Regions from separate parts of the Mus musculus genome. Here all the other regions are linked to region 3. Evidence: chromatin contacts called from public Hi-C, HiChIP or PLAC-seq and promoter capture Hi-C data. All regions are on one chromosome and are shown on one strand. The core of a region is the stretch at or near the end of the contact, and the rest is flanking DNA. Distances in the headings are between cores, read along the strand shown. Region 1 holds the start of Pex11g (peroxisomal biogenesis factor 11 gamma). Region 2 holds the start of Arhgef18 (rho/rac guanine nucleotide exchange factor (GEF) 18). Region 3 holds the start of Evi5l (ecotropic viral integration site 5 like). Region 4 holds the start of Pnpla6 (patatin-like phospholipase domain containing 6). Region 5 overlaps Pnpla6 (patatin-like phospholipase domain containing 6). Region 6 holds the start of Shcbp1 (Shc SH2-domain binding protein 1). Region 7 holds the start of Zfp358 (zinc finger protein 358).

What was found. Promoter capture Hi-C pulls out the DNA fragments that hold promoters and counts their contacts. A called contact is a pair of places that touch in the nucleus more often than the background predicts. HiChIP or PLAC-seq counts read pairs in DNA pulled down with a chosen protein or histone mark. Capture Hi-C pulls out chosen DNA fragments and counts their contacts.
Region 1: a promoter capture Hi-C map of pre-B cells shows a contact between it and region 3. The contact joins the promoter of Pex11g here to the promoter of Evi5l in region 3. A contact is called at or near these places in 8 of 39 promoter capture datasets (the HPC-7 cell line, embryonic stem cells, hippocampal neurons and 4 more) and 3 of 115 datasets of contacts at active chromatin or transcription factors (astrocytes, memory CD8 T cells and pancreatic cancer cells).
Region 2: a Hi-C map of CD4 T cells shows a contact between it and region 3, with 2.3 times the contacts expected there. The contact joins the promoter of Arhgef18 here to the promoter of Evi5l in region 3. A contact is called at or near these places in 1 of 484 Hi-C or Micro-C datasets (CD4 T cells) and 1 of 115 datasets of contacts at active chromatin or transcription factors (large pre-B cells).
Region 4: a contact with region 3 is called in a promoter capture Hi-C map of liver, with 3 times the contacts expected there. The contact joins the promoter of Pnpla6 here to the promoter of Evi5l in region 3. A contact is called at or near these places in 6 of 39 promoter capture datasets (the HPC-7 cell line, embryonic stem cells, hippocampal neurons and 2 more), 7 of 484 Hi-C or Micro-C datasets (CD4 T cells, CD8 T cells, double positive thymocytes and 3 more), 6 of 115 datasets of contacts at active chromatin or transcription factors (astrocytes, embryonic stem cells, stem cell-derived neural progenitor cells and 1 more) and 3 of 9 other capture datasets (adipose tissue, liver and macrophages).
Region 5: an H3K27ac HiChIP or PLAC-seq map of embryonic stem cells shows a contact between it and region 3, with 2.9 times the contacts expected there. The contact joins the enhancer-like site here to the promoter of Evi5l in region 3. A contact is called at or near these places in 6 of 39 promoter capture datasets (the HPC-7 cell line, embryonic stem cells, hippocampal neurons and 3 more), 1 of 115 datasets of contacts at active chromatin or transcription factors (embryonic stem cells) and 3 of 9 other capture datasets (adipose tissue, embryonic stem cells and liver).
Region 6: a contact with region 3 is called in a promoter capture Hi-C map of adipose tissue, with 5 times the contacts expected there. The contact joins the promoter of Shcbp1 here to the promoter of Evi5l in region 3. A contact is called at or near these places in 2 of 39 promoter capture datasets (embryonic stem cells and erythroid cells), 2 of 115 datasets of contacts at active chromatin or transcription factors (embryonic stem cells and pancreatic cancer cells) and 2 of 9 other capture datasets (adipose tissue and liver).
Region 7: a contact with region 3 is called in a promoter capture Hi-C map of pre-B cells, with 5 times the contacts expected there. The contact joins the promoter of Zfp358 here to the promoter of Evi5l in region 3. A contact is called at or near these places in 3 of 39 promoter capture datasets (embryonic stem cells, neutrophils and pre-B cells), 2 of 484 Hi-C or Micro-C datasets (CD8 T cells and muscle stem cells), 4 of 115 datasets of contacts at active chromatin or transcription factors (astrocytes, embryonic stem cells and stem cell-derived neural progenitor cells) and 3 of 9 other capture datasets (adipose tissue, liver and macrophages).

The regions. Positions count from the first base shown.
Region 1 is chr8:3,465,316-3,468,969 of GRCm38.p6, reverse strand. Pex11g (peroxisomal biogenesis factor 11 gamma) reads left to right here and starts at 1,322. Exons shown (of 5, transcript NM_026951.3): 1 at 1,322-1,398; 2 at 2,999-3,187. The coding sequence starts at 1,339. It also overlaps a transcript of Tex45 not described here.
Region 2 is chr8:3,350,995-3,354,858 of GRCm38.p6, reverse strand. It overlaps Arhgef18 (rho/rac guanine nucleotide exchange factor (GEF) 18), which reads right to left and starts at 1,422. Exons shown (of 29, transcript NM_001370668.1): 1 at 1,129-1,422. The coding sequence starts at 1,132. It overlaps Gm30369 (a long non-coding RNA gene), which reads left to right. Exons shown (of 5, transcript XR_870091.2): 2 at 1-6; 3 at 1,052-1,153.
Region 3 is chr8:4,164,995-4,169,262 of GRCm38.p6, reverse strand. It overlaps Evi5l (ecotropic viral integration site 5 like), which reads right to left and starts at 2,696. Exons shown (of 20, transcript NM_001346730.2): 1 at 2,500-2,696. All of the region lies in intron 4 of 4932443L11Rik (a long non-coding RNA gene), which reads left to right.
Region 4 is chr8:3,513,134-3,517,220 of GRCm38.p6, reverse strand. Pnpla6 (patatin-like phospholipase domain containing 6) reads right to left here and starts at 1,810. Exons shown (of 35, transcript NM_001122818.3): 1 at 1,665-1,810; 2 at 653-711; 3 at 472-540; 4 at 57-144. The coding sequence starts at 676. It overlaps Mcoln1 (mucolipin 1), which reads right to left. Exons shown (of 14, transcript NM_053177.1): 13 at 2,308-2,438; 14 at 1,989-2,207. The coding sequence ends at 2,171.
Region 5 is chr8:3,534,961-3,539,113 of GRCm38.p6, reverse strand. Pnpla6 (patatin-like phospholipase domain containing 6) reads right to left here. Exons shown (of 35, transcript NM_001122818.3): 24 at 3,484-3,652; 25 at 3,112-3,294; 26 at 2,453-2,571; 27 at 2,095-2,251; 28 at 1,749-1,865; 29 at 1,594-1,663; 30 at 1,029-1,145. Among named protein-coding and RNA genes, the nearest start is that of Pnpla6, 22 kb to the right of the region's middle. Within about 2 kb of position 2,848, at least 30 of the 459 cell types and tissues checked have an H3K27ac peak or open chromatin away from gene starts, as enhancers often do. A contact at or near this core is called in embryonic stem cells and neutrophils, where this site is marked.
Region 6 is chr8:4,777,587-4,781,512 of GRCm38.p6, reverse strand. Shcbp1 (Shc SH2-domain binding protein 1) reads left to right here and starts at 1,946. Exons shown (of 13, transcript NM_011369.3): 1 at 1,946-2,092. The coding sequence starts at 1,990. It also overlaps the pseudogene Gm6334.
Region 7 is chr8:3,490,857-3,494,878 of GRCm38.p6, reverse strand. Zfp358 (zinc finger protein 358) reads right to left here and starts at 1,741. Exons shown (of 2, transcript NM_080461.2): 1 at 1,570-1,741.

The sequences.
Region 1 (3,654 bases), core at 73-2,572, 700 kb after region 3:
ATACTGTTCTGGGGTCTGTGAATGTGGCTCAGTATAGAACATTAGCTTACCATGCAGAGAGCTCTGGGTTCCATCCCAGCACCACACAAACCAGACTTGGTGGCACACACCTGTCATGCCAGCACTTCTGAGGTTGAGGCAGGAGGACCAGGAGGAGTCCAAGGCCAGTCTTGGCTACAAATTAATTCAGTTGGAGCCCAGCTTGGACTACATAAGATCTTGTTTCAAAACAAATACTCAAAATACTTGTGTCTTCACTCCTCCAAACACAACAAAAAAACAAAACAAAACAAAGCAAAACAAAACAAAACACAGCTGGTTAAGGTGAATTCTCTGGGTGCCCTGCTCAGGTAGATATGGATCAAACACCTTTAGCGATCAACTTTTGTCCTTCCTGGAAGGAAGAGTGGAAGAGAACTTTGACTATTTTGTAGTTGTTTTTACACACACGCGCATGTGCACCACACCATAACTGTGGAGGTTAGAGGACAGCTAGCACCAGAGTGGGTTCTTACTTTCAACTATGCCAGTCCCAAGGATGGAACTCATGTCTTCAGGCTTGACCTACATGCGCCTCTACCAACTGTGCCATCCTGCTGGCCCAGAGCTCCCTATGTAGATCTGGCTAGCCTGGAACTCACGGAGAACCTCTGCCCCCTGAATGCTGGGATTAAAGGTACTTGTTCCCTGCCGAGCTCATTTTTCTTCTAAAGGTGCCTTTTAGCCAGGTAACTAATGATATCTAATATAACATATCTAATGATGTCTTGGAGCCTTGTGCCACATGCCTATCATCCAGCATTTGGGAGACTAAATAAGGAGTGTAAGGCCAGTTTGAGCACATGGTGAGTTCAAAGATAGCGTGAACTAAATGAAATCCTCAAAAAAAAAAAAAAAAAAAAAGAAAGAAATCTAATCACCCCTCAAAGAAAGTGAAAATCAAGATGCCTTGTGAGAGTACACCAGTCACAGATGCTCAGAACAGACAAACTGATAAAGCAGGTACATGAAGCCCACAAGTGAAGCTTTTGATTGTCCCCACTCCCCGCTCCCCCCCCCCCCCGCCCGTAGGCAATGAATTAATTTTTGAAACATTTTGCTTGCGGAGTTGCCTAAGCAGCGGTGGAGCGAATTTCAACAGGCTTAGAAGGTCATTCTGGGTGTCCGTGGGCAGGGAGGACAGACGTGGCAGTAATACATTTGCAAACTGGGTTCGGGCTAGCACGCCTACAAGGTAGCAGTACTCGGACAAAGGGCAGGCAGTTGCGCCTGCGCGGACCTTCGGACCTTTCCAAAGGAGTTTGACCCCGCCCTGGGTGACGTCACGACCGAGTTGCCATGGCTCTGCTGAACCGTCTGGCTTCCGCGCTGGAGTCCCACCGGGTCCGGGACCGCCTGGTGAGAGGAAGTCTGGGGCCTTGGCGGGACCGGAGTGACCTGGAGTTTGGTCAGGTCTCAGAGATGAGGAAAACAGGCCAGAGAGGGGGTCCTAAAGGGACCGGTGTCTTACATGACAGCAGGCTGTCGGCAGGCTGGTGTCTTACCTGAGAACTTCCTACCTCAGCCTCCCGAATTGCTGGGATTACAGGTGTGTGCCATCACACACAGCTTGAAACTAATCATTTCTGATAAGCAAGTGAAATAATAAAAGATCTGGGACTGTAGCCCACTGCATTCCTAGCATAGACGAAACCTTTAGGTCCTTCCTCAGCACCGCACAAACCAGATATATTGGCACAAGCCAGTGATCTCGGCACTTCTAATGGAAAGATCAGGAGTTCAAGGCCAGCCTGGGCTACAGGATACCCTGTCTCAAAACAAAAGAAACAAAGATACAAGGGCGGTGAGCCTGCTAAATTTCCGTGTTCTAAGTGTCTTACTGAATGGCCCCTCTCTAAAGTCTTCCAAGCAAATGGCTATTTTGCCACCTAGACTGCTTTTTCAGTCCTGCTAAAGGCAGAGCTAGGCGGAAGAGCCTTATGCCCCTGCCTGTGGGCAAAGGAGAGCCCAGGAGGTGGGAAATAGTTTTGTTTTCTGTCATTTCAACCATTGGTGAGCAAGCTAGCACTCTAATGGGACTCCCCATGGCAACTCTTCCCCCCCTCCCCTTCCCCTCTCCTCTCTTCCCCTCTTCTTTCTTTGTTGAAACAGGACCTTGTTATGAAGTTCTGGTTGCCTATAACTTACCTTGTAGTCCAGGCTGACCCTGAACTTTCTTGTCCTTATGCCTCAGCTCCCCAAATACTGGCTGGGATGACAGGTGTGCCTCACCACACCCGGCTATGTGGCACTTTTTGGATTTTGATGTCAAGCTCTCCTCTTAACTTCTGCCTTGCCTGGGATGTTGGCTCAATTGGTAGAGTGCTTGTGCATTGTGCACGATTTGGTCTCAGTCTCAAGTACACCAGATGCTTGTACACCTCTCATTCCAGAGTTTGGGAGGTGGAAACAGGAGGATCAGGAATTCTAATCATGACCACGGTGTCTGGTTAGCCTGGGCTACGGAGACCCCGTCTCAAATTAACAAATTAGAATAATGTTACATCTTTTAAAAAAGGAAGAGAGAACGAAAGAAGCTTTCAGTTTTAGCCAGATTAAGTGCCCCATGCTTGTTATTACAGCCTTGCGGATGCTGAGGCAGGGGCATGGCAGTGACTTGCTGGGCTATGCAGTGAGTGAGGTGAACGTGAGACCCAGCCTCAGCAACCAAAAGAAAGAAACAAAAGATAAAAACCTTTCAGATTGGGTTGGCAGTTTGATGACTCTTAGAACTTTCTGGGTTTTTTTGAGACAGGATCTCAGTAGCCCAGGCTGGCCTTAAACTTGGAGGTGATCCTCCTGCCTCTGTTTCTCAAGTACTGACAAGTATAGGCCTGATCCACCGTGCCCAGCAACTCTTTCCAGTTTCCATCCTAAAGTGTCCATGGCTGGGTGTGTGGTAGGGGATTGCAGCTCAGCCATGATTGGAACCATGGTAACCGATTCTGGTCTCCCACAGATCCGGACACTGGGGTATTGCTGCCAGCTGATCGGTGGGGTCCTAGTGGAACAATGCCCCAACAGGTCCGAAGTGGGAAGGCGCTTGCTGGTGGTGTCAGCCCAGTTCAATCATTGCAGGACTGTCTTGAGACTCTTTGATGACCTGGCCATGTTTGTCTACACTAAGCAGTATGGCCTGGGAACAAAGGTAATGGTTAATGGGGCTGTAGGGAGAGGGAAATTGAACTTCCCAAGGATCAAGAGCAGTGGCTTCCATGGATGTTTTAAGGGCTTGCTCCAAAGTGCTTCCTACTGGGTGATCTTACTATTTGTTATGGTAGTATTGGCCACAGAACTGGAGCCTTGCACATTTTACTTAAGCACTTTACTGTTAAGCTACATATACTGCCCCTCAGTGGAGGATTCTAGGCAGGGGCTCTGCTGCTGAGCCATACTCCCAAACTCACCAGGCAGGTAAACTGATCATCTGAGTTTAGATGGACAGAGAACACTCCCCCCCCCCCCCCACACACACACTTCGAAAGTCCCCACATCAGGGGTGGTGGCCTACACTTGTAATCCTAGCACTTGAGAAATAGAGGCAAGTGGATCTGAGGTTTAAGATCTGGGTTAGGGAGATAGTTCAGTCGGTGAAATAATTGTGTAATCCTGAGA
Region 2 (3,864 bases), core at 173-2,672, 810 kb after region 3:
TTAAAGGTGGGTACAACTTGGAGTTTTCCCTCAGAAACCAGGGTGACTCTCTTGGAGGGTCAGCCCTGTGGGAGCCACATTCAAAGCCTGTCTCCTACCTAACTCACCACCTCCGTTAGAGTGGTCAGCTCTAAATCCACTGATACATGGCTCCAGGGGTCGCCTTCCTACACCCGAGAGTGCACAAAGTCAACAGAAACTGAGGAAACTGTAGTCTTGGGTGTGCCTGGTACAAACCACAGCCTGCCTCCTCACCTCACTCCATTCCGGCAGTTGTTGTGGGAGGTTCCTCAAACTGGGCCACAAAGGGAGCCACCAGTGACTCCCCAGGGTTAAGGGCCTACAGCTGGAGGGCTATTGAGCAGAGGGTGGTCCCCATTTGGAAGACCTGGAAAGATCGGCTTTTCAGCAGATGTCAGCCTTAAAATTTTGCTTTGCAGACAGGATTCTCCAAGTCTGTGTCAGGCAAGGCTGAACAAAACCCCAGAGCCAATGCTTTGAAAGGTGAAGAGGTCAAGCTGCAGTGTGGTGGTATGCGTGCATACCTGTTACCCCAGAACTGGGGAGGCACAAGTAGGAATGCTGGGAGTTGGAGGCAAGCCTGGACTGCATGGTGAGACCCAGATTCAAAAGCAAAACAAAACAGAACAAGGCAAAACACGGACACCTGCTGAAAAGGCGCTTAGACTTCCTCCCTCATCCCTGGCCCCCTACTCCTCCGTCCCCACACAGGCTTTGCTTACAAAAGGTTCCTTCAGACTCCATCATAGGTCTCCTCTAGACCAGGTGGCCTCTGAACTCCCTATGTAGCTGAGGATAACCTAAACCTCTAATCCTCCTGCCTCCATCTCCCAAGTGATGCTTGACAGCGTACAACACCCAGCTTTGACTTATGCAGTGCTGGGGATGAAACCCAGGACTTTGCCCATGCTAAGCAAGCACCCTATCAATTGAGCTATCTCCCCAGCACCCTCCAGGGTCATTTTAGGATTCCTGATCTCTGCAGTGCAAACAGCTGCCCCACTCTCTTACTGTTGTGTCCCGGCTATAGGAGTCAATCTCCTGCCTCACAGACTCTCAGACGTGCAGATCCCGAAGTGCCCACCACTCTTCAAGATAGTCACTCACCCATGAGTTCCCGATTCTTGCTCAGGTAGGTAACTGGCTTTGTTAACAGCTCTTGCAGCTCCCATGTCACACAACCAGGGTTTCAAGGGACACATGAGCCAGGCTAACCACAGAGTGGCTCAACTCTGCCCAGTTTCCTCTTTCTAAGCCACCGGCTTTTTATGGTTGTCTTCATCAATATTGAGCAGCAGGCAGCAGGGGTCAGCAAGGAGAGGAGAAAACAAATGGAGGTGGGTTATGAGGATCTGGGAGTCCACCCTCAGCCTGTACCTGCCGTAGGCGTCACGGGGAAGTAAAGTAAAGAATGTAAAGCCTCCCACGAGGGGAGGGGAGGGGAGGCAGCAGCACTGAACCCCCACCCGGCAGCTTCCTGTGGCGCCAACTGCTGAAGAGGAACGGGGTGTGAGGGCCTCACCCTAACACTCGGGCACACAAACAGAGACACATGGGACATGCAAGTCACATGTCTCTAGACAGACACACGCTGGAACACACATGGGGACAGACACATATGTGGGTGTGTGGACCCATGGAAACATGTGGAGCTGAACGCTGGGTTTGTAAATGTCTACCAGCGATCATTCTGCTTGGTATCTGTCTGTTTTCCCGGTGTAAATACTGCCACTACCGCTAACTCCACTTCTTCAACTAACGCACTGTTACCAGAGCTGTTAAGGTTAGAGCTTGAGTCCTGGCAGTCTCCTAACAAACCAGATTCAGCGACTCATTCTAAGAAAGTCAGTCGAGGAAATGGCTCAAAGGGTCAAGTGCTTGCTGTGCAAGCAAGTGGAATTGATTTTAGTTCCCCACCCCCACCTGACTAAATAAAGTCAGGGTGTGGTAAGGCCACCTGTGAGAACTCCAGTACTGAGCTGGCAGATAGGAGAATCCCAGGGAAGGGCAGGCTACCCAGTCTGATCCAGTGTTCCAGGTTCAGTGAGAGACATTGTCTCAAAAATAAGTGCATGTGGTGGTGCACGCCTTCAATCCCACTGGGCAGGCAGAGACAGGCGCACCTCTGAATCTGAGGCCAGCCCAGTCTTCAGAGGAAGTCTAGGCAACCAGGGCAAACAACAGTGAGAAGTAGAAAAAATGTATCTATTCAGGGTTGCTGCACCTGTAAGAGGACCAAACGGCCCCCTGCTCCTCCCACCTCTCCCCTCCAAGTCCATCCTTAGAGACCTGGTATTAGATGTAGGTTTAAATAGAAGGCAAGAGGTATGCGCAGGGCTGGAGAGATGGCTCAGTGGTTAGGAGTGCTTGCTAGTCTTCTAGAGGACCTGAGTTCAGTTCCCAACACCTACACTGGGTGGCTCATAACTGCTTAATTTCTGCTATAGAAGGTCCTGTGCCCCTTCTGACCTCTATAGGCACCCAACACAATTGCATGCACACACACGCACATATCCACACACAGACAAACACACATACCCCAGACAGTTGCACACACAAGCACATATTCATATACAGACAAACGCACATACCCACAGCCACCTGCATATATACATTCATATATATACACACACAAACAAATACACATACAGGTACACGCACACATATGCACACATGTGCACACACACATACACACTTAATAATAGGAATGAATATAGACTATCTTCACTCCTACCAGGATGGGTACACCAGTACCTGAAAAGGTGAGCAGAAGAAGGGTTTAAACTTGGCTCCACACTGGAACTGAGTGAGTGGTCTCTTAGCATGAAACTCTTGTGAGTTCTCAAATGTGGCCCTCTGGGAAACAGTAATGTACAAATAGCAGCATTCACACATGCAGAGATTCCTGGGTGGATACATTGGTCTTTGCACAGACATGAGAAGCTGAGCACAGTTACACACATGCTGTGTAGAATAGTAGTGTCTATACGCGCAGAAAGCTCTGAGTAGACACACATTATACTCTGGGCTCTGCACATATATGTGGAACTGTATGCACAGGTGAACACACATAGAGTATAGACAGTGAGGCCATGCCGTGGCACACAGGATGCACCACAAGCAAGAGCAACAGAAGAAAGTGTGTTTTGGCTTACAGTTCCAGAGGGCTAGTGTAGGCAGCCGGGCGCCTAAAAGATGGCGCCGGCCTCCGGTACACCGTCGCCATAAACAACGCCACTGCGCAGGCGATAGCCCGAATCTGGCGCCAACCCCTCCCGAGCAGGTGCATACAAATCAAAGTGCCGGCAGACTGACCAATCCCAGGAGGACACATAGCTCTCCCCAGTGCTGGGGTGTATATAAGCAGTCCTTCCTGGGTTTCCGGAGTTCCCGTAGCAAGGTGTTCCTGAAATAAAGAAGGCTGTTGAGAAGAATCCGACTGTGTTGCGTTTTTCTTGCTGGACGAGGTGAGTGCAACAGGCTAGATGTACTTTAATGCCAGGAAGGCAAGGAAGCAGGGGTTGGAAGCTGAGAGATCACATCTTTATTTACCACCAAGAAGCAGAGTGCAAATTGGAAGGGCAGTGAAGCTACATACTCTCAAGACTTATCCCTAGTGGCAGTCTTTCTCCAGCAATGCTGTACCCCAAAAGTTCTATAACCTCTCCAAACAGTACCACCAACTGGGGACCAAATGTTCAAATACACAAGCCTATGGGTGGTGTTTCCTATTCAAACCACCCCAAAGGAGACGGAGACCTCCGAGACACATGTTTACACAGCGCCAATCTGGAGACACAAGAGCATCTCACACAAACACTCAACCACATCTAGCCTCTCAGA
Region 3 (4,268 bases), core at 1,447-3,946:
TCTTTTCATGCACTCTTGCTCTCAAATGGACATGATAAACTTCTATCTTGTGTCCATCAGGAGGGCTGCCAGTAGTTAGTTCCCCATGTCCTCAGTCCTTCCAGAAGATGCCTGCATGACTACAAGTCCCACAACAGATCATCTTTTTTCTTCATTCTTTCAGCCCTGATTTAAGCCAGCTTCCTGCAAGATGGCTAAGTCCTTCAGATATGGCTACTATCCACTGAAGACAGGGATCATCAGGGCCAGTGACAATACCAACTTTGCTAGGTGTGTGTGGGGTCTGTTCTGCTAAACCCCACTGTTCTGCTAAACCTCACTGCTCCCAGGAAACACATTAGGCCACACCCTAATCTAACTGGCTTGACTGCAGCAGAATACTACTATTCTAAGGGCTTTTTCCCCCAACCCCCATTTTCCAGATGGAGAAGTTGAAGTTCTAAGCCAAGATGAGTTTTTTTTTTTTATTCAAATCTGTTCAGAATTTGTTTGTAAATATTCTACAAGGAAACCTAGGCTTTTTATCTGGGTCTTTCCAGGCATAACCAAATGCTTGTTAGGAGCTGGTTTGTTCTGGATTCTCCTTTACACTCCCTAGTTCTACAACTACAGCCAGTTCTGCAATCTCTTCTTTCCTCTCTGTCTTGTGCCGGGGCCAAGCTACCTGTGATCCCTTCCAAACCACCACAGTCAACCGCAGGAATCCAGAGGGAACCCACAGGTGGGACCCTAGGATGGGAGCTGTGGGGCAGAATTGGTAGGGAGAACCAATACAATACAACCATGAAGAGTGAGGGATGTGGGGAGTCTGGCTTAATGACAGATTGGCTGGGAGTGGTGTATATGGGAGTGGGGGTGTCAAGCAGAGGGGGTTGTCAATCAGAGCACTCATCCTTTCACACACACCCCCCCTGTCTTCTTCACATTTTAACCCTTCTGAAAATATTCCTTAAAGAGGTGCTTGCTTTTGGCAGGTCTGACCCAGTCTGAGCAGATCCCACATGCTAGGAGGAAGCTGTTTTATTTTGACCAAACATTGGTGGTGGGTAAAAGAACTCACAGGGCTCTCAGAAACTGGCCTTGATGAGCACCTTAGATGGCAGCACTGTCTATATCATCTGAGGCCAACAGATGCCATAGGCTCAAGGATGCTGGTCCTACCAGTCTGGTCAGACTTTAGGATTGGGGCCAGGAGCCGCTGGAAGATCTCACTCCCCATGGTATGTATAGGGAGGTGCCATTGATTTGGAGATGGGCACTGGTTCCTTTTGGGACACTGGTGTAGGAAAGAATGTCCTTCCTATTAAAAAGGATAAGAAAGAGAGAGGGGGGGGAGAGATTTGTGGTAGGTAGATCTTAGGCCCTGACACGCCCTGGAGTCCCAACTCAAAGAGAATGGGGTGGAAGGGACAGGCTAGGTGCTGGGGACAGAGCTTGCCACCTCACAATCTTCTGTCTTTTGTCTGAGTTAGGAGGTCTGTTGAGGGTACTGGGCTCAAGAAGGTGTATAGAAGTTCTCATGTGTGTGTGTGTGTGTGTGTGTGTGTGTGTGAGAGAGAGAGAGAGAGAGAGAGAGAGAGATGGGGGGGGGAGAGCACTCATGGGCCTGGGTCTGGGTTGGGCCCTTAGGTTCCTGTATATTTAGGGGTATCTAAATGACCCCACTCTGTATCAGAAAGATGGATGGGGAGGGTGTGTCTATGGGGGATGGGATTCAGCACTATCTTTTGGTCTTTTGGGAAGTCCTGAGTGTTCATTTCTTCAGGAAGATGCCATCTAGATGGCTCAAGATCAGCAACAGTGTATAGTCTTCTCAGAAGACTAGAAGTGATGTTTTTTTTGTTTTTGTTTTTATTGGAGCCCTTGAGCAGGAGGGGTGCCAAGTGAGCAGGCTGAGCTGATGTCTCTGGATTCAGTTGGGAATCTTTCCGTTTAAGAGGTGAGGCATGGGTTTCTGTGGAGTCAGAAAGAAAGAGTATAGGGCTCTGATCTTGGTCTCCTTGGAGAGGATGAGGGTGTAGGCCAGACACAGAAGACAGGAAGCCAAGTGGGAGGTTTAGGGGGATGTAAAGGCAAGAGATGTGCAGATGGGAGGGGTCCTGGGACTCGGGGTGGTGGTGGTGGTGGTTGTGGATTGGAAAGGAGACGCTCATGGTGTGTGTGTGTGGGGGGGGGCAGGTCTGCAGACTGGGGGATGGGGAAGCCCTGGACAGATTCTAACAGAGGAGTCTTGGGAAAGATGTACAGAGGTCCTGAGCCTGTGGGGGACGTCGCGAAGAGACACTGGGTCTTAGGAGCCCTGGGAGGGATCCTGAGGGGATCGGGAAGGAGGGTGGGCGGAGGCCGGAGTTCCAGGGTCCGGGACTGGGAATGCCAAGGCTCCCAGCGTGGATTCTGGAGGCGAGGCGACCCCAGGTCACGCTCCTGGTTTGGCTTCCCCGCGGGGCCCCGCAGCACTGACGCCCCCAAGGAGAAGAGGCCCGGTTCGGGCCGCCCTACCTGCGCCGAGAGCGCCTCCATCGCCGCGCCGAGCCTCGCTGTCCCTGCGCTGTGTCGTCCGATGCCCCGACCCACGGTCACGTCTGCTCGAGGGTCCCGCAAACCCCGCGGCCCGGCCCCTTTCAATCAGCCACCCCCGGGGACCGCGGCCGTCGCTGGCTCCGCCACTGCCATTTCACCCGCTGACAGGAGCCGCTGCCCCGCCCCCCGCCCCCCAGCCCAGTCAACCAATTCACCGCCCCCTTAGGCCTTTGGCTCCGCCCACTGTAGAAGAATGACATAAGACCTGACCAATCCATAGCCACCCCGTGAGGCGGACCCTGGCTACGGTTCTCTGAGGAGAGGAGCGAATTGAAATGAGAGAATCTGTGATGGACATCTAATTTTACCTATCAAAATAAGTAATAATATTGATCGACACCTAAACTACTAATAGTGATGGGCGAGAGGTGTGCCTCGGAAGGAAAGCTGAGGCCTTGAGCAACCCTTAGCTGAAAGCACTAAGCCCCGCCCAGAGCTGGAATTCTACCCAATCATGAGAGGTTCTGAGCCGTCCATTACTATCTGCTCTTCAAACCTCGTCCCTGGTAACTGTTGAGATGGGAGGGGTGTGCTGTGAAAGAGATCCTGACTTCTAAGCAGTCAGCGACACTGATGGAAGGCGGGCTCTTGTATTTGACCAATGGAGTCGTGAGACTGGGAATGAGGTTGGCGTCCTGGGCGGTAGGACTTAAGGCCATGGGCTGAATGAAATGGAGGAGTTAATGAGGAGGCGTGTCTCGGTGCAAGGATAGGCGGGACCAGACAAGGGCCGGGCTCCTGGCTTGGGTTTTAGATCGGGCGTATGCAGAAGGCCTCTCTTCAGAGCCAGCATCTCTGTGGTGGCCGGGTGGTTAGGTCAGGTCCTACCCTTGCTGGGTGAATCTGGCATCAAAACGCCGATTGCATCCTTCATTTGCCCCAACCATTATCTCTCCTGGGACGGGGCGGGGCGGGGCGGGGATGGGGTATAGAGCGGCGGAGGGGGTGTCAGGTCTCCTTTGGGTCCAGAGCCGCACACGTGAGAGCTGCTTTAAAGGCTTGAAGAATGAATGAATGAATGGGACCTTGGTTCTTTTGCCGACTCCCCCTTGTCCTCGTTTTTTTCCTCCTCCCCTTTCTCCTTCCACTTTGTTTTTATTTTTTTTTTATTTTAATTTTTGAGACAGAGTCTATTGTAGTCTTAGGATGACCTCAAAATTTTCTGTGTAGCAGAGGGTGACTTTGAACTCCAGATCCTCCCACTTTTCACCTTCCACTCACCACCTTGGCCAGATCCTAGATTCTTTTAATAAGTAAGTGAGGGCAGAGAGCATGTATGACCCATCATTGACAGCTACAAGACTTGAGAAGAGGATGACTCCAGGGTGTGGGTTATGGGCCTTGGACAGGGTGGGGCAAGGAAGGATGTGTCATAGAAGGAAAGCTGAGATCATAGGTTCAGCAGGGGGAGTGGTTCCCCTCTGGAGGAGACTGATGAGTAGTGGAGTACAGCCTGATTCACAAAAGGCTACAAAAAAGTTCAGCATGATGGCTGAAGATCGGGGGGGGGGGGGGGGGACACGAGGGGAAACAGAGGAGTCTATTCAGAATAGGGACTGTCAGGATTTCTAAGGTTTGAGATCTTAACCTTTTGTATAGTCAGGGCTTCTATTTGATACTAACAGTTGACAGTCACATGGATTTTTAAATTTTTAATTTTGTTTTTGTTTTTGTTTTGTTTTGTTTTG
Region 4 (4,087 bases), core at 561-3,060, 650 kb after region 3:
GCAGCTTCCCCTCCATCCCTATAGTATTCCCTCAAAGGTTCCCCCCGAATCCTCACTCTGCACCCGCAGCCTTCGCACCACCAAGAGGATGAGCACGGCGGTGACCAGCACCGCCACTCCGGCCCCGATCATCACGCCCAGCACCTGCGGAACGAACGGCACAGGCTGGGCAACGCATATCCGTCTCCCCAAGCCCTCCTCCAGGGTCTTTTGAATCACCTCTGCCCCGGAGGAGGTTGTATTCAGTTCGTGACTCGGTGTCCCCATCTGCAGAATGGGTCAATGCGGTTTCCTTCCCATCCCCCTACGTGGGGGGAGCAACTAAGCCTTCCGAGAGACTAGGTCTCCCGCTATGCATGCCGGGAAACGTAGTTTCACCTGCACATGCCTGGTTCTCGGAGAGAGAATCGCGTGGTGCACGGCAAGACCGCCGGGAGTTGTAGTCCGGTACAAAAATTCCCCAACTCTTACCATTCCGGTTTGCAGTGGGGCCTCCATCGATTGTTTCGGACTAGGTAGCAGGTCTTGTAGCCTGCAGTCCTGGAAATCGAGGAGCAAAAGGGACCAGAACAAGATGTCAATCAAGCCTACCCAGCAGCGCCTACAGGCTCCTTACCCCTAGCTCGTCTCACAAGCCACGCCCCCTAGATACCTTTGGCTGGAGTGACTCCTCCATTCGCCGGGGTTGGGGTGAGAGCGTCTAGAGGGGTACTGCTAGACAGAAGGATAGGGGCAAGTTGATTTCCCCGCCCAGATCAAGGGATGAGACCAGCCCCCAGCTCTTTGTCCTACTTCACTTATGCATAAGGCGGACCAGACTCCGTAACGTTTTCATCTGCACCCTGTGGCCAAAAGGGTAGCCGTCCTGGCACCCACAGTCAGCAGCTCGCTGGCAGGTGCCCTTAAGCCATGATCTCTTCTGGCAGTGGTTCCTTCCTTAGCCTGGCCTTCCGTATGTCTGACTACTCTTGATTAACCAACCCTTAGGCGAGACCCCTTCCTACACCCTGTAAAGACGCGATGTCTCACTCCAGAAGAAACCAGGACCTGTAAGCCAGGAGGCTGAGGGACAATTGGACTTTGGGCTCCTGACCCAAGCCTGGGCCCATCAAGGAAGCTGGGGCGTGCACTGGAAGCACTGCTGTGCAATCTATTGAAAAGGGGGCTCTAGGGCCATCGGAGTAAGATGAGCTCCCAAAGTGTTATAGGCTCGGGCTTGGAGATTTAACTGTCACGTAAAAGGAAAGTTACCGGGTCTCGCGGTGCGGAGCATCCCTGGGATTAGTGAAATGATGCAGGATGTGTAACCAGGGACGCCGGAATTGGGGGAGGGTAGGAGGAACGACGCACTGGAAAGTTACTGAGATCCGGAGATACACATAACTACTTAGGAGTCTAGGAGCTTCCAGGAAGATACCGGGGAAGGTAGGAACGCTACCGGGACTCTCCTGGGACGCTGGAGATCTTTCTGATGCCTTTAGACTATTATTAATGGGAATTTAGAAGGATCGCAGGGCCCTGAGATGTTACCTGGAAAATTGTTAGATTGACTACTTCCATTCCGTACTCCAGGTCGCATCTGACTACCGATGCGGAAACACCGGGACAAGGAACTTAGGAATGGGGGTGGGGTGGTATTGGAGCATCAAAAAGTCGGGACCTACCCGGAATCAGGACAAATCGATCCGGGGCAAAGCTGAAGCTCTCTAACAGTCCTCGAAGGGACACCTTTGCTCGGTCGATGGAAACTCGTACCATTCAGGAGCTGCAACCAGGTCCACCCAGCTTCGGCCAACACCCCTAGTTTTCTGCCCGCTGCCTCAGACGCGGCACCTTTAAATTATTCCGCTGCAGGACACGCCCCATCCCCGCCTCCCGCCATGCTTGGAAGGTCGCACTGCGCCAGCCATGCCTAGTGTGGCGGCCTCTTAAAGGAGCTGACGATTTATGAAAGGGCTGCCTCACCTGTTACAAATTAGACCACCGCATTTACATTCCCTTTTATTTAACAGCCGCCCTACATGCCCTCCCTTTCCCCTGTGTCCGATTCGATCAGCCCAAGCCCTCACAAGGCCTGTCAGACGCAGATCTTTTAAAGCAAATTCTAAAAATAAATAAGCTGGGGTCCCAGCAGTACATGGGGATAAAGTCTAGTGGCAATCATCTTGGATCAGTTCACCAGCAGCGAATGGTCCTCCGGGGAGTCCCTGGAAGAGAGAAATGGAAAAAAGAGGCACCCAGTCTCTCTGGCACACACTTCTTCCCCCAGCCTCTAATCAATCCACAACCCAGATCTGGGGCTCCAACCTTCCACAGCAGCAGAAAAGGCTACAAGCTGAGCCACTGCCACGACGGAACTTGCCAGATGTGGGGCTATCCTGGCACTGCTCGATGTAGGCCTGGAGCTCACTCTTCTCTGTGCCAGTACCTCCTGGGTGCTGGAAAGAGACGATTCCCCGAACTCAGCATGAAAGATGGTCCTGACCTCTAGTGCTCTTTAGGTCCGGCCAACTGGACATCCTGCTGTTGCTCTGATGTGACCACTCTGGGTCTCATTTCTGGACCTTTGCTTTGTGGCTTGCTTCACTGTAGAAATCTTCCCTATCCCCGGATGTGGCCGCAGGTCTCAGGCTCATTGGTTCAGTGCCTTCTGCTGCGGGCCAGAAGCCTAGACTGGTATTTAGTAACCCAGCATCTCAGCTGGAACAGTGTAAAAGAGTTAGTGGGCATAAGGCCTGAACTCCTGCATCCACGGGTCCTGCGTGATATCCAAGTGTTGCAGCGAGACTCAGTGTGGCTGCTTAGGGCCTGGGTGACAGTAATGTACCTGTGGTAGAGCTTCTATCCATGTGGGAAAGAGTGCACACATCCACTGCCAGTGCCTCAGAATGAGGCAGAGTCCCCGAACATTCTCCCTGTGACTTCCTGGCACCACTGCTATTTCTCCAGGTCCTTTCTGCCTCCCAGTCTTTGGATGTTCCTTTCTACAAGTATGCTCTTCCTCGGGCTCCCATCTCCTCAATCTAGAATTCTCAAGAGATGAAGGGAATGTCCCAAGCAGCCACCTAGCTGCACTGACTTTTGGATAGTTATGTATATTTGCCTTGTGTGTGTGTGCATGTGTATGTGTGTGGTGTCTTATAGGGTACAAAGAAGAAGTAGCATTCCTGCAGGCTGTAGTTTCCTAGATGAGAGCACAGAGGACTGTGGGGTAGCAGGGAGGCAGAATTTACCCAGCAAACATCTTGTAAGGAGTCTGGGGGGCTGGGTATCAAGGAGAATCAAGTGGTCATTGTCTATCTAGTGATAGTGAGGAATATGAATGGTCTGTGTATGGACAGCAAGTAGCAATAGGTATAGAGGAAACATGGAGGGTTGTACAGGGGGACCCTGTTGTCCCTGCTGTAGTTGGGTATTAGGGTGGTCTTGAAAAAGCCCCTAAGCTGAATGTGTGTCTCAGCTGGTAGAGTGACTGCATAGTATGCAGGAAGTCCTGATTGCTACCCCCAGGACCACATACAATGGAGGTGATAGTATGCATCTATCTATAAGCCCAGCTCTCAGGTGGTGGACACTGGGCAGACGTTCAAGCTCACTCTCAAAGGAAAGATCTTAACAGACATGTGAGAAGGTTCAGAGGGGAAATAAAAGTTTTGCCATCAAACCTGATGACTCCACATGGTGGACGAAGAGAGCTGATTTCCACAAGTCGTCTCTAATTTCCAAACACACTGTGCTGTGCACAACCTCCTCTCACCCCTAAATAAGTAAATGGTTTTTAATAAAAGATGGTATGAGAGAGGGAGGAAGCCAGTGAGATGGTGTGGCAGGTAAAGGCACTTGCTGCAAAGCTGGTAACTTGTGTTCAGATCTATGATCCATACAGTGAAGGAGGAGAACCAATTCCTGTGGTTTGTCCTCTGATACATGTAACATGCATGCACACGCACACACACACACACACACACACACAGAGGGGGGGCACATACACACACACACACACACACACAGAGAGAGAGAGAGAGAGAGAGAGAGAGAAAATACTGGCACATTTTTGTACCCATGAGGGACCATGGGAGCCCGTCCC
Region 5 (4,153 bases), core at 1,599-4,098, 630 kb after region 3:
ACACAAACAAAAAAGAACCTTTAAGTTGGTGGGTGTGAAAAAATGCTTATCTTGGTCACATAGGCACCTTATTCAATCTTCAGGTCTATACAGGCATATTCCATAGACTGTTCAGGGAAGGTGTGGCCAGTGTGGTTAATTCCATCTCAAGTATGTGTGTATTCACACATGTTCATGTGTTCTGCCTATGTAAGCACCCGAGAGAACAGGTGTGCATAGGGAGCTGGTGTGCACATGTAGAAGCGTGATCTCTATGCATGTGCACGTGTAACTAGGCTCCAGCTCTTGTCCCTCATATGCCAGCCTCTCTGTGTCCACTGTGACACATGAGAATGGAAAGGCACTTCATTTCCTGTAGCTCAGGCTTGTCTGGAACTTGCTCTGTAGCTTAAAATGGCCTTGGATTCCCAATCCTGCTGCTTCAATCTGAATCCTGGGATAATGGGTGAGCAGCATCATGCCTGGCTTTGTGTGAGCAGAGGATATAGAATGTAGACCTCTGCTCATACTAGGCAAATTCTCTACCAAATGAGCATATCTTACTTTTAATTAAAAATAATATATATTTTGAGATAGGGTCTCATGCAGCCCAGGATGGCCTTAAATCCATCATGTAGCTAAAGAAAGCCTTGAACTTGTTTGTTTGTTTGTTTTTCAGACAGGGTTTCTCTGTTTAGCCCCTGGGTGTTCTGGAACTCACTCTGTAGACCAGGCTGGCCTTGAACTCAATAATCCACCTGCCTCTGCCTCCCAAGAGCTGTGATCACAGTGTGTGCTACCGTGTCTGATGTTTGTACTTTTCAAATGTTCATGTTACTGTCCACATACACTCGTATATCTGTATGCATGAATATATGCATGCATGCATGCATGTGTGTCAGTCTATAACTCTGTGCAAAGCTGTGTGTGTCCTCTTGAGCTTCTCCATTCATATAGACCTGTCCCTTCCAGTCGGCATGTGCAGAAGTCAGTGTGGGCATGTGTCTGGTGATAAGTGTCCATGCAGATGTGAGTGGGCAGCCACTTGCCTGGCAGGTTGTTGATGTAGCCACCATCCATGAGCAGGTGCCCATCCTTTGGGTCGCACAGCGGGGGTAGGTAGCCCGAGAGCGTCATGCTGGCACGTACATACCGCCACAGGGAGCCTGCCCGGTGGGATACACAGACACAGACACGCACAGACACGCTCAGACACACTCGGAGGCCCGGCCAGCCTGTGGGCTCGCTGACCTGGAACGTTGTTAACGTAACACCCGTCCACCAGCAGGTGCCCGTCCTTGGGGTCGCAGAGTGGGGGCAGGTAGGGACAGTAGGAGGCACTGGCCCGGACGTAACGCCACACGCAGCCTGTGGGGGATGGCGGGAGGGGGTGAGGTGTCCGACAAGCCTCCCGGCTCCCCACCCCCAGAGAGCGGACATACCTGGGGCCTTCGGGACATTAGTGGGTGATGGTTAGTGATCGGTGGACGGGCCCAGGTGGACGGTCACTTGTGTTAACAACGTCCCAGATGCTCAGCTGCCCCTCCCCTTACAACCCATCCCCACACAGCCGGCCAACAAGGTTGTAGCAGGGCTTGGCAGGATGGCACCCACCATCTTTGTGGACGCGCATGGCAGAGGCAGTGATGTCTGTGGTCACATTGAAGTAAGGCAGCCACAGGTCCTGGGAAGGGGTGAGAACCAAAGTGGAAGATGGTGGAAAACCCCGGGGAAGAGGCAGCAGGGCCAGGGGTAGGGGACGGACATACCTCAATCTGCTTATCCTGGAAGACACGGTGGATACTTCTGTTAAAGGCTGAGCCAGTAAACATGGAGGTGACAGGATATGTGAGGTCCAATACAGGCTCCAGTACAGAAGTCATGCTCTAGGAATCAAATGGTCAAAAGCAGTTGCTTAGTCACAGAGAGATCGTGGCTCCAGGAATATCCACATACACACAGGGCTGGAGAGTGTCAGTCAATACAATGATTGCTCTAGTCCAAAGTCCCAGTGCCCTACCCATACTACCGGATCAGGCTATGGCATCTTCACACATCCCCCTGCGTTTCTTGGGCCCTGCAACCCCATCTCCTCACACCCCCCACAAAACACACCTTGGCCCACTCCCGGGCTCGTTGTTTAGTTCGGCTGGCGCTGCGTTCCTCGGCATACAAGGCCCCAATGAAGGAACCTATGGATGTGCCTCCCACAAGGTCGACTGGGACTCCTGCCTCCTCTAATGCCTTCAGCACCCCAATATGCGAGCAGCCTCTGTAGAATAGAGGGGAGTCGGTGACAAGCTGGGGATCTCTGGGGACCTACCCCCAGGAATTCTCTTCTCACTTCCCCTCCTGAAAAAAAAAAACACACTAACCAGGCTGTGGGGGTGTCTCCCGGGTAATAAGCTCCACCCCTTACACATCCTTAGGACACAGTAAGGAAGCTGTGTCTTCTACTTAGCCTGTCTCTTACCTGGCTCCGCCCCCACCCAGCACCAGAGCAATAGTGTTTCCTGTGAGTACTCGTGCCAAGCGGGAGAAGTCGCTGTGACGGTCTGCACGCCTGGAGAAAACCTTCTCATACAGCTCATGCTGGGATCCAGGAGAGAATAAAGATGTGTTAGACTGAGGTAACAAAGAACAAGTCTAGGGGACCACTCAGGCACATACTCATCTTTGCTACCTACCCCTCACCTCCACTCCCGCAATTGGTTCAGGCTCTGTCTCAGCTCTCTGGTCCTGCCCAAGCCCTGGTCCTGCCCGACTGTGGGGCATGCTGTACCCCTAAACTACAACCTTTGGCAGATGTACCAAATGCCACTCAAGGTGGAAGAGGGCGTGACACCAAGCCACGCCCACAGGCAAAGGGGTGTGTCCCCAAACTGGAACAGGAAGCAGCAGAGGCGTGCCACTCAGGGCCTTTCTTCAAGCCACGCCCAAGCCTCGGTCCCAGATGGAAGAACAGTTATTCTCTGGCCCCAACCCCCACTGGAGGAGAGTATCCCTCAAATTATACACCTAAGCATTAGGTGTGTTTCCTAAGGCTCTTCTTCATATTACACCCAAACCCGACCCCTGAGGTAGAAGACAGATTGTTCCCCTGGGTTCCTTTTTTAGGTTCCCACCCCTTACAAGTTTCGCTGGGCTGCGCCGTGAGAAGAGGCGGCGAGGACAGCGCAGGTGCAGGTGCCCTGAGCACCAGCTGCGCATGTTGAGCCACTCTACAGTGCGCGTGGGACCAGGGCCTTCCTCCCGGTGCAGCAAAACCAGTTGCTTCAAGGCACGGACAGCAGTGTTCTCTAACATTTGCTCCAGCTATGGAAGACAGAGACAGGTGGAGGTCATTGATACCTTCTCTACCCACACCCGGCAAAGCTCAGCTCCCTCACAGAACAGCAGCATGAGTGTACATGGCCTTCCACAGGCACGGAAGGACAAGGGATGAGATCCTGAGGGGAAGACTGAGGTGTATGTGTGGGTAATCAGTGCATACAGTCTCCAGACCTGGCCAACAGTGGGTTCCTGGTCCCCCAGGCCCACAATGAGGATGCAGTCGGCCTGGCGCAGACAACGGACGGTCCAAGGCGTCAGGGATGTGTCAGTTTGGTAGAGCACAATGCGATGGGCATCTTCCTGCTGGGCCAACCACCCTGACAGCCGGAATTCTTGAATGCTGAGATATAATGAGGGAGGGTCATCCTGGAGCCGGCCTGGAGTCCCACAACCTCTCCCAATATAGAGATAGTGCAATTCTACTGCTGGGAATATTTAGATAATTCCAGGTCCCAACAATTAAAATGCACGCCAAGGCAGGGAGTGGGGTTGAAATGGGGACTCAGGTGTTGCAAAGGCATATATATATATGTATATATATATATTTATTTTCACATATATTTGTTTTGCATTACTTTGCCACATGAAATCAACAATGTTAATGCTCAAGAACCACATAAGCAAGTTACAAAGAAAAAAAAAAACCCAAACAATTTTTTTAAAATCCTCATAATATTTTAAGTTTGCTTTGAGCCACAGTATCTCACAACTATAAGAGCTGCATATGGCCCCTGGGTTTCCAATTTGACACCCCTGCTACCAAAAGGGATTTGCCCCACATCGTCTCCCTATTGATCCGACAGGCAAGACTCCTCGATTCAGAAGCCTAGTTCTCCAGCCC
Region 6 (3,926 bases), core at 697-3,196, 610 kb before region 3:
ATAGACTTTTTTTCATACAACATACCTCAAGAAGTGACATCGAGGATGAGAAAGAATTAAGTTAAGGTGCTACTGAGATACCTGTGGCAAGCTGGTAAAGATGGCAATCTACAGAGCAAAACGAGGTGATACAAAAGAAACTTTGTCTCATGGGAGCCACTGGGAAGGGGCTGGGAGACTAGGGGGGAAAAAAACATAACTCTCTAGAATCTGGTTCACCTCAGGCCTCAATTAGTCACCTCAAACACCGACATCTTGATGACTAACAGCCAGCCACCAGAGCAAGAGGACATGGAAAAGCTATTGAATTAGCTTGGAGAAGTTATTCAACTTTTTCATGAGGTCTGTACCTCATTGTGAAATGAGTAGACCGTACTGCTACGTCTTATCTCATTGGAATATTTTTTAAGAAAACATGCTTTTTCAGTACATAGCAAGGAGCAGATTACTGGGGGATAGCAAGACTAATTCCTGAAGACTGATAAAATATTTATGTATTAATTTACATATGTTTTGTGATACATGCATGTTCATGTGAGTGTGTGGACATAAGTGTAGATAACAGATGATTAGGTCTGGTGTCTTTTTCTATGGCTCCCCACCTTATTTTTTGAGATAAGTTCTCTCACTGAACCTGAACTTTGCCAATTTGGATAGACTTGCTGACCAATAAGATCCAGGGTGGTCCTGTCTCCAAACCATCCCTCTTCCAGCACTGGGATTACAAATGGTTACTATCATATCTAGTTTTTTATGTGGGTCTGGGGACCAAACACGTCCTCATGCTTGTCTAGCAAATATCCCATCAGTTGAAACATTTTTCCAGCTCCATAGAATGATTTTTGAAATTTAAATAAGATATTGTAGGTAAAACTTGCTGGCAGTATTTTGTATAGTAAATAATAGCTATTAACGTTAGTTACAGTTTAATTTATTAAAAGTTAATCAAATAGCATACTAAATATAACTTTTTGAGACGTTTTACCATATCACCCTTACTGAACTGGAATTTGATTTGTAGACCAATCTGGCCTGGAACTCCTAGAGACCTACCTCCTGTCTCTGTCTCTGCTTCTGACTCTAGAGTAGTAGAATTAAAGGCATATGCCACCACAGCCTATCTAAATATAATTTAACATTACTTGAAACTACCCAGTGTCTGGTTCCTGATGGTGACAGTGACAGAGCTGCTTATACCAACATTCTAATATTGCTTCATCTGTAGCCAGCTCCTGAGTCATGAAGGGATTTACACACACACACACACACACACACACACACACACACACACACGTAATAGCATTCACTAGCAGTGGCTAAAACACATACATGTTTTTGTTTGTTTGTTTGTTTGTTTGTTTGCTTTTGTGTTGTTTGTAATGATCTACTGTAATTGACAACCACACTGATTAAGCCAATTAAAACTTTTACGTCCTTTTTATTGGAGATCAAACTTGAGCCCCTAAAAACTTACTTGTTGACAAAGCTCAAGGATATATAGTTTTAAAGGTAAACCAAAGTAAAGTGGGTGTTAGAGTAATCTTGAAGCATTTATTATTAGCAGAAAATAGTAGTTATTTTAGACATAACTTGCTAATTATTTCGTTTAATACCTCTGACCATGGCCAAGGCTCTGGAAATCTTAAAGGTGTTGCCAAGGTCAACTGACCTAAAAACTCTTTAAGCAAACATAGAGTCAATCAAGATGGCATATCTTAATCATTTCACTTTCATTATCTTTTCTACTATGCTCAACATCCAAGTTTGCCTTGCTGATTTTTGAGAAAGCATTCCAAATTACATCAACATTCAACTTCCTTTTGTTACTGGGAAGAACTTGATCGAGAACAGTCCGCCAATCCCACAGGTGGCGCTGAAGGACTATCAGAGCAGTTACTGAAAGCTGAAGATGCTCCTCTAGTCGAGTACTGACGCTAGAGATGTCGTCATCGCGTTCTGGTTTGTGACAGCCGCCCGCGTAAATTTGAAATGGCTGATGATTTGCGGGCTGGTGGAGTTCTGGAACCTATAGCTATGGTTCCACCGAGACCTGACTTGGCGGCGGAGAAGGAACCGGCGTCCTGGAAGGAAGGTGAGCACCTCAACCCGAGTCGGAGAGCTGTTTTCGTGGTTGCCGGCCGGGCCTGGCCACCCTAAGGACGCGATTACCTGGGTGGGGAGTTCTGTGCTGGGTCTGGCCCCGCTCTCACGACTTCGGAGTCGGGAGATACTGTGGCCAATTTAGGCTCTCTATCCTCCTGACTCAGCTTCCGGAGAAGAGAAGGGGTTGGATCTGGGTGGACATTCCCCAGACGGAAGGGACTCAGGGGGCTTTGTATTCATTTATTTCATGAGCCAAGTTTTTGTTTGTTTGATTGATTGATTGATTGATTGATTGATTTGTTTTTAACCTACATCTAAGGGATCATGTGCTACGCTTCTCCTTTTTAAAAACAACCTTGAACTCTCATCCTATGCACTGGGGACAGATGACAGCAGAGCTGAGTTTGGATAGAATCCAGAAATAGAATTGACCCAGCTTTTCTTTTCTTTTCTTTTTTCTTTTTTTCCAACACAAACCACCAGCATTTATTTCCTGGGCCTAAGTATCAGTCTTTTGGTAAAAAGGGCAAAGAATTGGTCAGTTAGTTTTGAATCCAAATCCTTTCCCCAAACTGGATCTGTGAGGCGCCATGAGGAAACTTAGAGCTGCATAGATCATCAGAACTGAGCTTAAACCCGCTTTCAAAACAAAACCAAAACCCAAAACCAAAGCAGAAGAAAAGTGATTGTCAGCTTCTCTCTCTCTCTCTCTCTCTCTCTCTCTCTCTCTCTCTCTCTCTCTCTCTCTCTCTCTCTCTCTCTGAAAAAGTTATGTTTTTTTAAAAATGTAAAAGAAGCTTTAAAAAAGGGCTAGGAAGATCTTCCTGACAGACAGGCTGGCTGGAGGGTGAGTGGTGACAGGACAGTCCCTGTCCAGGTGGCAGCTGCTCACCTAGGGGCAGGGCCTGGCTCAAGCCCCGCCTAGCTGAATAAATAATATCTCGTGGTGCTGGTTGTCTTCAGAGTGTACCTGAGCACCGTGGGGAGGTGGGGAAGAGTGGAGCCTGCGGTGTGGGTGGAGGACTTGGCTGGAGTGGGGGCCACAGAGGATTCCATGAGGCTCTCAGTCGGCCTGGCTGGCCAGGGCTCCAGTCCGGGAGGTACAGCAGGTCTCTTCCAGCCTTGGGACCACAGGCAGACTCAGGACGAGGTGTTCGCATCACTGCTCTCAGGCTGGCTGCTGGCTTCCTTGTCTGGGGTACTTCCCTCTGCCTGTGCTTCTCCCTCAAGTGCGAGCTCGCCCATGTCTCCAGCGAGCTTCCGCATGCTCACGGCCTCCGAGTCTCCCTGGATGTCAGGGACTGCATTCCGATGGCCTGTCCGGTCGCAGGAGATGAAGTCCGAGTAAGAGGACTCGACTTCCATCATGCCTGTCGCATCGCTCCTCAGGCCTGACCAAGGGACAACCAAGAAACATGGGTGCTAATACTGCCTTGAATGTGGCCGTGGGATTTTCAAAGCTCACAGCAGAAGTCCAGGTGGTCTCTCTCTGACTGTATAGCAAGTCTAGTCTAATTCCGTTTTCCTGCCTGCATCTCTTCAGGTTTTTCACTCTTGATTAGCCAGTGCAGAAGGTCTGCCGCCTTGTCGCCTCATAGAGCCCCAGCCCTAACCCAGCTTTTCTAACCCTCAGCTTCATTGTACCTAATCATGGGAATTTTATTTGCCAAACTGTGACCTTACATATGCTAGGAAAGAGCTCTACCATCCCCAGTTCCTTTTTTACTTTGAGGCAGGGCCTCTACATAGTCCTGGCTGACCTGAAACTCACTATGTAGACCAAGCCAGCCTCCAACTCAGAGTTCCACCTGTACTGGAGGCTC
Region 7 (4,022 bases), core at 492-2,991, 670 kb after region 3:
AGGGTGTTGTGGTTCTTTTTTCATGAGGTCATGGTCTGAATTCTTGCCCCACCCTGCAAACTGGTAGATCTGGGGGTCCCTGATAAAGAGGGGAATGTGTGTGACTTGTCTTACCGAAGTAGAATGGGTAGTGGTAAGGATGGGAAGTTAAGGATACCTAGTAGTCCTTCTCTGTCACGGTGAAAACTGCAGGGCTCCTTGTTTGCTTCCAGGAAAGAATTCTAGACCTCTCTAGAATTCTAGCTTGAGTGAGATATGTTCTGTCTTAAACCAGAGGACAGGGAGTGGAAACCTGAGCTAGCAGTGGTGGCACACATCTGTTATCCCAGCATCTTTTGAGGATGAGGCTGGCAGATCTGATCAGCCTGGGCTACAAAATAATAACGTTTTTCAAAACTAAGGAGGGGTGCATACATGGCCCCCTTCTGGGGAAAGGGGCAGAAGGATCACTAAGAACTCCACAGCCAGAGGGTGGAGAGAGCAGTTAATATAGCAATTTTCCAATTGGCTTATAAGATTGTGGATTTTAACCCCTTGGTGAAGAGCCGGTGATAACTATAGCTTGGGGGGGGGCCTCTGGGGGGTTACAGAGAGAACTGGGGGGTGGGGCACAGAGGGCTGAGGAGGAATGTCTTCAAGGGAAGGGAGTTCCTGAACCACACACTCCTTGATTAGGGTATGAAGACTGTTTTAGGGAAAGAGGCAGATGTGGAGAAAGAGTAACACCTCTCTACCTTGGGGCTAAGTGAACTCTTTGTTGGGCTGGGCTCCAGGGGACTAGGGAGACCTACCTGACCCCAACCTCACAGTCAGGAGATAGTACACAGAGGGGCGCTGAGTTTCCCCCAACAGTTTCTCTACCTAGGCCCAACTGCTGGAGATTAGTGGGCAGTACCCCGGGGTCTCCGCCCAGATTTCTGGAGACAAGGTATTTTTAGATTGCCTTCGAAGGAAGCAGCCTCATGAACTCCCATCTTGAATGGAAACTCACATCTGTCTCGTAGATGTGCAGAGGGCAGGTGCACCCCGATCATCTCTTGGGAAAATGAGCTTCCAGAGCTCTACATCCTAAGACTGAATGTGGAAGATAACAATAACTGGGATTTTTCTTGGGATTCTTGAGGTAACACGACACCTCCCTTCTGAACACACACACACTATGGAGTATAAAGTCCCACATAGGAAGAACAATGCCCCAAGCTTCTCTTGGTTTCCAGAAAAAAAGAACCCCCTTCTGAAACAAGGAGGTGTTCTGTTCTGTGGGTTCCGAGCTAGCGGGCGCCTCCACCCATCCGGATCTCAGATTCACTGTAGATTAGGGGGTGGTCCCGCCGTTGGCCGGATAAACGTACTAGGCCTGAGCTCCTCCGGACCCCCTTCCCACCGCGTCCGCCACCTTGACCCCCCAAGTAGAGCGCTGGCACCATGTACTCTGCAAGGGGTGCGTAGAGATAGCCTGGGGCCGCGCCCCGCACCCTGCTCTTAGTGTTGAGGGGTCTCCTCCCAACCACCTCCCCCTTTTGTCCAGCCTTCCCCAATCCAGCCCGATCCGCTTTCGGGGTCACTCACCCGATGCCCCTCGCCCCTGCCCGGCCTGGCTGCACTCGCGCTGGCCAGCCGGTGTCTCCCCGCCCCAGGCTTGCAGGAAACCCCACCGATCGCCAGACCCGCTGGCGGCCCCCTCGGCCCAGCGGCCCCGCCAGGCACTCCCGGGGAGCGAGAGGGGCCGGCCGAGGGCCGCTGCGGGAGCTGCTGGGACTTGTAGTTCGCTCGAGCCCTCCGCGGCCGGCGCCATCGCTGCCCCCGCGCCGCCCCACCCCACCCCCCCGCCCCCGGGCCAAGCCTTTGTCCCGACCAGGGCCACCCGAGCTGGCGCGCGTCCAGTCTTTGTTTGCGCCCTACCAACCCGCGCCACCCTAACCCTCCATGCACCCATGTGACTTTTCGGGCCCCTTCTCCGACCCCCGATCTTGACTCTCCATCTGTATCTCTGTCTCCATCTGTCCATCTTTCTTCCATTCTGTCCCCTCCTCTCCATCTCTTTCATTATCTTCTTTAAAAAATGGATTCAGTGCCTATGCATGCCGTGTTGCGCATGGGGAAATCAGTAGATAAGTTCCAGGAGTCCGTTCTCTCCTTATTCCATCCCAGGGATAGAACCAGGGTCTGCAGGCTTGGCCGTGCACTTTTACATGCTGAACTATCTCTCCAGTCCTCCTTTTTTCCCCATTCTCCTTCTCTACCGTAATTTATTTTTTCCTCTTTTAATTTCTTTGCCTCTGGCCCAGTCATTTTCTCTGCCTCTGCCTTTTGTCTCTGCCTACCTTTGTCTTGCCTTCTTTTTCATTTCTCTATCTTGTTTCAAACACCAGCTATCATGATACTCAAATTATATAAGCAAGAGGCCGGGGGAGGGTGTGCTTTGAGAAGGCCTGCAATTTAAATATGCACTTGTCTTTTCTTCATCTAGTATTATCTCAGAAAGTTTAGGGCTGTCAAAATGGCTCAGTGGGTGATGGTTTGTGGTAAGACAGGTGGTTAGAGAGGTGACCCAGTCGGTAAACTGCTTGTTGCAGAAGCTGAAGACCTGGCTTGAGATCTCTGTCACCTATGTGGAAGGACAGATTCAGTGGTGGGTATCTAGAATCCTAGCTTTGAGGTGGCTGAGGCAAGAAGACCCAAGGGCTCACTGGCCAGCCAGTCTAGCTGAATCAGTGAGCTCCCAGGGTCATTGTGAGACTGTGTCTCAAAAAGTAAGGTTGGAGGGACAACCAAGTGGCTTAGTGGGTAAAGGTGCTTGGTGAAAGGCCAAGGACCCGAGTCTGATTCCTTAGGACCAACATGGGTGGAAAGATCAAACTATTTTCTAACCTCCACATGGAAGATATACACACACCACTACATAAATAAATGCAATTTTAAAAAATTAAAATAAGGTGGGACCCATTGAGGAAGACACCTGAAGTCAATCTCTCTAGTCCACATATATGTGTAAGTACAAGTTCTCCCCCTCCCCTGTCTCTATCACACAAGTGCACACACACAGAGTTTTTGTTGATAGTAGAATCTTTCACTAATTTTAGGTAACCTTTTGCCCTCTGATCCTTCCATTTTCTCAGCTTCCTATTCAAATGACAGGTGACACCAGAGGCAGTCCAGGAGGCTGGACCAAGAGCTGATTTCTGGAAGACGTTAGCCAGGACCAAGGAAGGCTCTAGACCACACTTTAAAGCCCCAGCTCCCTCCACCGCAGGGGGAATGAAAACAAGCCCAGGGGGATCTGGCAGCTGGACTCTGGATGTTGCTGCCTGAGTATAAACAGTGGTCACAAAGAGAAATTAATGGTACAGCAAGGCTACCCTCTGACCAAAGCTGAATTAAGATAGACACAAGAATAGGTTGCAGCTAGAACAATGACCACACATCTCCTCTTGTCCCCATAACACACATGACTGCCCGTTTGCCAGCCATAACCCACACTACTTTCAACCCACCCACATCGCTGAGATAAAAGTAGCTGGAATCCCAGCCACAGACTGGGATTAACCATAACCATGGCACTAACCATAATTTTCCCTAAAACTACCCAGCCTGAGTCCATGCCACCCACAGAAGTCTCCCAACACCCCCTTCCAGAGAGCACCCTCTTTTCCCCTTGAGATCAGTCTCACTGTACACAGATATTAGTCTCCTCCCTCCCTTCCCTCCTCTTTTCCTCTACAAGGTCTCTTGTAGCCCAGGTTGACCTCAAATTTACTATGTAGCTGAGGATGTCCTTAAACTTCTAATACTTTTGCCTCCACCTTAAAAAAAAAAAAGATTGATTTATTATATGTAAGTACACTGTAGCAGTTTTCAGACACTCCAGAAGAGGGCATCAGATCTGATTACAGATGGTTGTGAGCCACCATGTGGTTGCTGGAATTTGAACTCAGGACCTCTGGAAGAGCAGTCAGTGTGCTTAAACACTGAGCCATCTCTTCAGCCCCCCGACCTTGCTTTTTTTTTTTTTTTTTTTTTTT